Regions from separate parts of the Zea mays genome. Here region 2 is linked to region 1. A link is a contact called in public Hi-C data. All regions are on one chromosome and are shown on one strand. The core of a region is the stretch at or near the end of the contact, and the rest is flanking DNA. Distances in the headings are between cores, read along the strand shown.

Evidence for each region. Hi-C and Micro-C count contacts between places; a contact is called where the count stands out from the background.
Region 2: a Hi-C map of leaf shows a contact between it and region 1, with 4 times the contacts expected there. The contact joins the enhancer-like site here to the promoter of LOC100285059 in region 1. A contact is called at or near these places in 9 of 25 Hi-C or Micro-C datasets (bundle sheath, ear, leaf and 1 more) and 1 of 3 datasets of contacts at active chromatin or transcription factors (seedling).

The regions. Positions count from the first base shown.
Region 1 is chr9:17,229,590-17,233,033 of Zm-B73-REFERENCE-NAM-5.0, reverse strand. It overlaps LOC100285059, which reads right to left and starts at 1,946. Exons shown (of 4, transcript NM_001372164.1): 1 at 1,725-1,946; 2 at 586-855; 3 at 1-143. The coding sequence starts at 1,829. LOC103638013 (adenylyltransferase and sulfurtransferase MOCS3-1) reads left to right here and starts at 2,165. Exons shown (of 10, transcript NM_001301626.1): 1 at 2,165-2,513; 2 at 2,964-3,056. The coding sequence starts at 2,231.
Region 2 is chr9:17,329,131-17,332,574 of Zm-B73-REFERENCE-NAM-5.0, reverse strand. No RefSeq gene overlaps it. Among protein-coding and RNA genes, the nearest start is that of LOC100272850, 24 kb to the right of the region's middle. Within about 2 kb of position 1,699, at least 12 of the 20 cell types and tissues checked have an H3K27ac peak or open chromatin away from gene starts, as enhancers often do. A contact at or near this core is called in bundle sheath, ear, leaf and 2 more, where this site is marked.

The DNA of each region.
Region 1 (3,444 bases), core at 697-3,196:
CTTGTACATTCACCTCGCACAAAGAAACTGCAAACATGAGCTCTGTTCCTCTTGTAATATGGTGCTGTCCTTTGAAGCTTCAGAATGGTATCATTTGGGCGAGCCTTCCCATAGGATGAATCATAGTCTATGCCAGCTCTGGCCTACATTTATGAACATAAACTCTCATTAGGAACAACTATTCTTAGGTCAAATCAAATGGAACAAACAAAAATAAGTCCATATAAGCAGAGAATAAGTGCAATTCATTTTAACCATAGCAGATCAAGATAAATTATATCTAAAAAGAAGGCATCTTTTTGTTGCTGTCATACTTCAAATGTATCCAACACTATGATACAGTTTACAGTGACATCATAAAAACAGTATTATAATATACTGCCTCCATATTTATTATTTGATGTTTTGTAGTTCAGTTTTGTATTGTTTGGCGTCAAATATAAAAAGATGGAGGTAGTACGTGATATCTTCATTTCAGATTTCAAATGAACAAACAACCTGAAGAATACAATTTGTCTTAGATTTTGGGTAATAGGAAAGAAATTAACATCAGCATCAAGATTTAATATTGGAAGAGAAACATACCCTCCTATCATGCTCTTCTGCAAAATATTCGCGATTGACATCACTCCTTGGAATTGCATCATTGGAATTGATAGAGAGTGCTGTATCTCGGACCTGAACAGGCAGACCATATTCAAGATCCAGCAGGCAGACCTGGCAGACATTCTTTAGCTTGCAACATGTCTGGCAGATCTCAGTCTTCTTGTACCTTGCATCTCGCCCAGGACGCCACCGGAATACAGTAAAAGGACGTGCACAAATTTTGCATTCTTTGTCATATTCAGCTCTTAACTGCAAAGAAAAACAAGAGTCAGTGAATCATATTTACATGAAATACTGAAGCAAATGCAAAATAAGGAGCAACTAAATGGAAAGTTATTCCCATTCATGTATTACACAACACCTATCTGGTACTACATGATGTGTATTGCATATGGCAAAACCAATTGGTTAGCTAGTTTAATTTGTTAGCATTCTAGAAACTAATTTACCCTGGTTATAACTGGCTTAAATCTATCACTCATCTTGCTAATCACACTATGCGCATGGCGAAACCACCTTACTGCACTACTGCTCTTGCAGAATCATCAACAGTGGCTACTTGGGGTGAAATTAATGGAAACCAGGGCTGTTCAGTTCTGAGGCAGAGATTGCCTTTCCTAGCTAGCAAGGGTCTGCCCTACCTCGTGGTTGGAAACAGCCGAATCAGCTCTCCAATGGTAGCATGATATTTTCTTGGCAGCACAAGCCCCAAGAAAAACAAGCCTCCCAAATCAAACAGCTACCTCTTTCCATTTCCTGGCTAAGCAAGGTATGATGAGGAGAAGCAAGCGAACCAAACGGTTTCCAAACCACTACCAGTAATTTAGCATTTTGCAGAGCACAATCCCGAAGCAAGCATCACTGCATCAGACTTCCTCAAAGATCCAATCCCAAGTTTAATAACACATCTATAAGAGACAATTTCACAAAGAAGGCAATATGCCAAAAAAAAAAAACGTGCACAGAATTCGACGCAGCGAAACCTAGACCTAGTTCCCGTCGAGCATAAGAAATCACAGACGAAACCAAATCAAGCGGACCACCGGCCACAAATCGGATAACGACGCCAAAGAGAAGCACACAAATCATTCAGGTAGGGCTAGGGTTTGATGTGTTACCATCCGGACGTAGGGGTTGTCGCCGAGGCATGACTCGCAGATGATGGGGAAGTCCGACCGCTCCCACCCGTCCGCCTGCGCGTCCCGCAGCAGCCGGTGCGCCATCCCCCTCCTCTCCGCCGCCGCCGAGAAGCCGGATGGAACGAAGCCAAGGGGCTGCGGGCAGGCGAGACGAGACGAGACGAGACGTCGAGACCCGAGTGCCGACTCCCGAGTCCGGAGTCCCGACCGATCGTTGACCGAATACCTCGCCCTCGCCTCTAGCTCAAAGTGGTCTCTTATTGGGCCGCACTTTAAAGCACATCTACTACTGCGTGGGTCAGACTGTGCTCCAGGCTTTACGTAAGCGTTTACGTGGGCCTAGGTTTACGTATTTGTTTACGTGGGCCGAGCCCGCGTGGAAAAGACGTGGTTAGTTAATTTTGGCGGCTGTGGCGAGACCATTTCGGCGGTTGAGGCGACACGGCAGAAGTGAGCAAAGCGTTCAGGTGCGGAGCCGCGGAGGGATGGGCGGCAGGAGGGAGGCCATAGAGCGGGAGCTGAAGAAGCTTCGGGCAGAGCGGGAGGAGCTCGACGGCCGGATACGGCTGCTGGAATCGCAGCTCGAGGCAGGGCCTGCGGGATTCAACGGTGCGGCGGCGGGGAAAGGAGTAGGGGACGATGCGTGCGGCGGGAGTGGAGCGTGCCAGAGCCGCGTGGGTAACGAGTTTGCTCCGGACGGTAGCCTCCCGGCGGATATGATCTACCGGTACAGCCGCCACCTCCTTCTCCCGGACTTCGGGGTCGAAGGTCAGTTGTTTAGTTTCACTCGTCACGGCTTGCTGCCTCCAAAGTCTCATTGTTTACTCCTCACTCCGTCCCTCTTGTTCTAACATTTTTAGAGCTAACTAAATTTATATAATAAAATAATAATAATTAGGAAACTAAATAAATATATTTGATTTTTATTAATTATATTTTCATACTACCCCTATTTTATGACATAAATCTTTATGATTATTTATATAATTTTGGCCAAACCTATCATTAATTTTGGTCAAAGTTAAGGTCATTTGACTCTTCAACAAAGTTTTTTAGTGGAATGTATTATAATTTGGAACGGAGGAAGCACTGTCATATAGTTGCTTGTCTCTTCTGCTTCAGATGTGTCATCACAATCGCAGCATATTGCTGGGGAAAACGGTGCAGTTAGCACGCTCGTTTCGGCTGATCCTCTGACCTTTGTCATCTTTCTGGCAGGCCAGCGGAAGCTGTCACAGTCGTCGATTTTAGTTGTTGGGGCTGGAGGTTTGGGCTCTCCCCTGGCATTGTATCTAGCAGCTTGTGGTGTCGGTAATTTTCTTCTCCGCTGTTGATTTTTTTTTTGTGAATTATGAGTATTAAATAAAAAGTAAAGAGTTGAAACGAAGAAAATTAACCGAATTAAATTAAGTTTTCCAGCCATGTACCAATTAGAGGGAAGTGGCTCTGCTTCACCCTCATGGTGAACAGAGAAAATAGTCATTTTCTTGGAAGCGAAAACAGATGGTTGGATTCCTTGGAAAATTAGATCATCTCTTGCCTTCCAAATGCTCCAGTACATAATGATGATAATTTTCATAAAGAAGGGCGTGTTGAGTTGGTTGCTTGAACTGATGAAGACATTCAAAAGGGTTCATGTTTGAACTTGTCTGCATATTAACTAGGTTCCAACAGGCAGAAGCAAATGGACAGAGAATGA
Region 2 (3,444 bases), core at 450-2,949, 100 kb before region 1:
CAGGGCTGTTGACAAACTTCCATAAGTCCACAGTTGTGCCTATCTGTTGTCAAGGTATTGATCTCAACGTGGTCCTAAGGAATATGCCGGCCAGAAGGGCTACCTTCCCCTTAAAATACCTGGGCCTCCCGCTCTCATCATCCAGACTGAAGAAGAGCGACTTACAGTTCTTAATTGACAAAATTTCGAACAAGCTCAGTGGCTGGAATGGGAAAAACCTCTCTATGGTTGGTAGACTAACTTTAGTTAAGTCAGTCATTACCTCCCAAACAATCTACCTTCTCTCTGCTTTACGGGCTCCTAAGGAAATATTGAATTTAATTGTCTCGAGAAGGAAAAAATTCCTTTGGGCTGGGTGTGCACAAATTACGGGAGGTAAATGCAAGGTAAATTGGCTCCGTTCCGCAAGGCCAAAAGAGTGCGGAGGCTTGGGTATCCTTCATTTAACCAAATTTGCAAGGACCTTGCGTTTGCGTTGGCTATGGCAAGATTGGGCTTCATCAACTAGGCTCTAGACGGCCTTGGAACTCCCTTGCATGACAAAAGATCGACAGCTCTTCGCAGCAGTGACATCGATTTTGGTGGGAGACGGGACAAAGGTGTCCTTTTGGAATGATGCGTGGGTGCAAGGGTTAATACTGAAGGACATTGCGCCTCTCATTTTCAATGTGTCCCAAAGAAAGAACAGATCTTTGAGTGAGGCGCTGTGTCGAATCATACTTGGATTAGGGACCACAACCTATTTTCTGTTGAGGTGACAAAGCAACACATTGGGGAGTACTGTAGGCTTTGGTCAATTTTGCAAAGAATATCCTTGCAACCAGGTATTTGTGACTCTATTAGTTGGAAACTCTCAGAAGATCGACAGTATTTGGCGAAATCAGCAGACCTTGCCTAATTCCTCGGCTCTGAGCTTACAAATATGAACTGGATCATTTGGAAGGTATGGGCGCCACCGAAATATAAATTCTTCAATTGGTTAGCCATCCAAAATAGAATTTGGACAACAGATCGTCTTGCGAAGAGGGATTGGCCCCACAACGCTGCCTGTGCATTATGTGGGCAAACTTTAAAGTCAGGATTGCATCTCTTCGTTGAGTGTCGTTTAACCAAGCGGATTTGGGGAGGGGTGGCTGTACGGGCAGCGGTGGAGGGCCTTAGTCCAAGTAACTGGGACCGCAATGAGTATGTCCTACAATGGTGGACGTCCCTAGCTACAACTCAAGATAAGGTTGCAACATGATGGGCTTGAGAAGCCTCTTAATTCTAGCGAATTGGATGGTCTGGTGTGTGAGAAATGCTAGGATTTTCGACCACAAATCCTCCATATGTGCTCAGATTCTCGCATCTATTATATCTGAGGTATCAGCCTGGATATGTGCAGGAGCCAACCAGCTGGCTAATCTTCTAGCATCTCTTTAGTTTTGTGTGTTTGAACTTGGTTTTTCTCCTAGTCTCCTTTTAGATTAGTCTTGTTTGTTTGTGTTTTTTCGGCTTGGTCATGTTTTTGTGGGGTGTCTTTGTATTTTAAACCTGCCCACTTTAGGCTCCTTCTTTTTAATATAACGGGTAGATCTCTTGCCGGTTCGTTTAAAAAAAGAGTATGCCTTGAATAAAAGTTCGTAACCTCCACTTGCTCAGTTTATTTTTGGGCCGGCCCGCGTAGTAGAGATTGGACCGAATCTAACTCCCAGACTCCAGCAGGCAGCAGGCCTTGCAGAATCCTCGTCTCCATGCACATGCTGAAATTTCCGAGTGCTGGACAATCTCCAAGCTGCCGAGCGACGATTGCCCGAACAGGCTCCATCTCTTCGTTCAGGGTCATGTTCTAGAAGAACAACACCAAAGCTGTATAGTACATGTCACTCTTATCCGTCAGCTGGCAAGTATGCGTGTGCTCAGACTCAAGAGTCGTGAACTGAGGACCTGCCACTGCCAGTCCCAGTCGGTGCCTGCCAGTATGGAGGCCGCAAAGTCTGATACCATCGCAGCATAGTTCTTTCTCATCGAGGAGACGAAGAGTTGTATTAGAAGATTTGACAGCACGATGAAGGATTGTTGGAGGTGAAGCCCATGAATGAAGGTAAGCTTAAAGAGCAGAAGACTCAAGCGCGATCAGGGTGCCGTTGGGAACGCACTCGTAGACTAGCATTTTGGGCAAGGTATGTTGGTGCATTGGACAGGGCATGGCCGTGGAACATTGACGGCGGCACACTCATCAACATCTGAAAACACAGCAGTGCGATATCTGCTACGTCCATCTTGTGCCGCCGTCGTCGTCGTAATAAAAGGCGACGACATGGACACAGACAGCCAAGAACATATAAGTTGGCCGCATCGTCTCGTCCTGCGTCACCGCGTGCATTGACTTTATCTAAGCATTTGTTTGGTCCCTATATATCTAGAGCATGAGTTATACGAGTAAATACAGAACAAATCATTTTGAGGTCTCTTTAGCTACATCCACTCATACGCCAAAAATACATGTTTTCGGTCAGTCTGGATCGGGCAAGCAAGCGTGGGTGTGCTTGTCCAGCTAACCAATCTGTTAGGATCGTAGGTGGGGAAAAGGAGACACAGAGTTTAATGTGGAAAACTCCTCCAATGTGGAGGAGAAAAAAACCACGAAAAAATAGATATATTATATGTTGTTCGAGTACATGATACAAGGGGACCTATTTATATAGGCAAATGAGATAGAGATAGTGTCACATGATCTTATCAAACAAATTTCCCCTTGACGCTAAATCTATAAAACTGTTTCCCCAAACGCCACTAGGATGCTAAATTTGAATATCAACCAAGTCTAAGAAATCATTAGACTTGAAACTGGAGCACGGCTTCGTATCATCAAAATAACCTCTCTTTTGAAACGCAATAAAAACAGATTCAGCATCAACTGTTGAACATTGCAAGTAATTGAGATTATTCAAACGGTTGCCCTTCAACATAATACAGTTGCCGCGTGAAACCTTAACAACACCATCAATAGCAGCAAAATTGAATCTCATTGCTTCTAAAGTGCTCAAAGAAATAAGATTTCTCTTCAATTCTGAAACAAAGCGGACATCGATAAGTTTCTTAATACTGCCATCATGAACTTGGATATAAATAGAGTTGATTCCAATAATCTCACATGTGGATCCACCTCCAATAACAACCTCACCAACATGAGACTGAACATAATCAGAAAACCAATCTCTATGCGAACAAATATGAAAAATGTAAGCGAAATCGAGAACCCAAGAAGAGCATTTTTCAATTGAGGTAACAAACAGAGCTTCTTCACTATCCAAAGTTTCAATAAAAATGGCTTCAACAGAAGACTTATCCAATTCTTTTTTATTTCTCTCCTCTTTATTTCTCACCTTGGGGTATTGAGAAATATGATGAGTATTTTTTCTGCAATTACGACAATAAAAGGTTGGATTTATGATCTCCAGA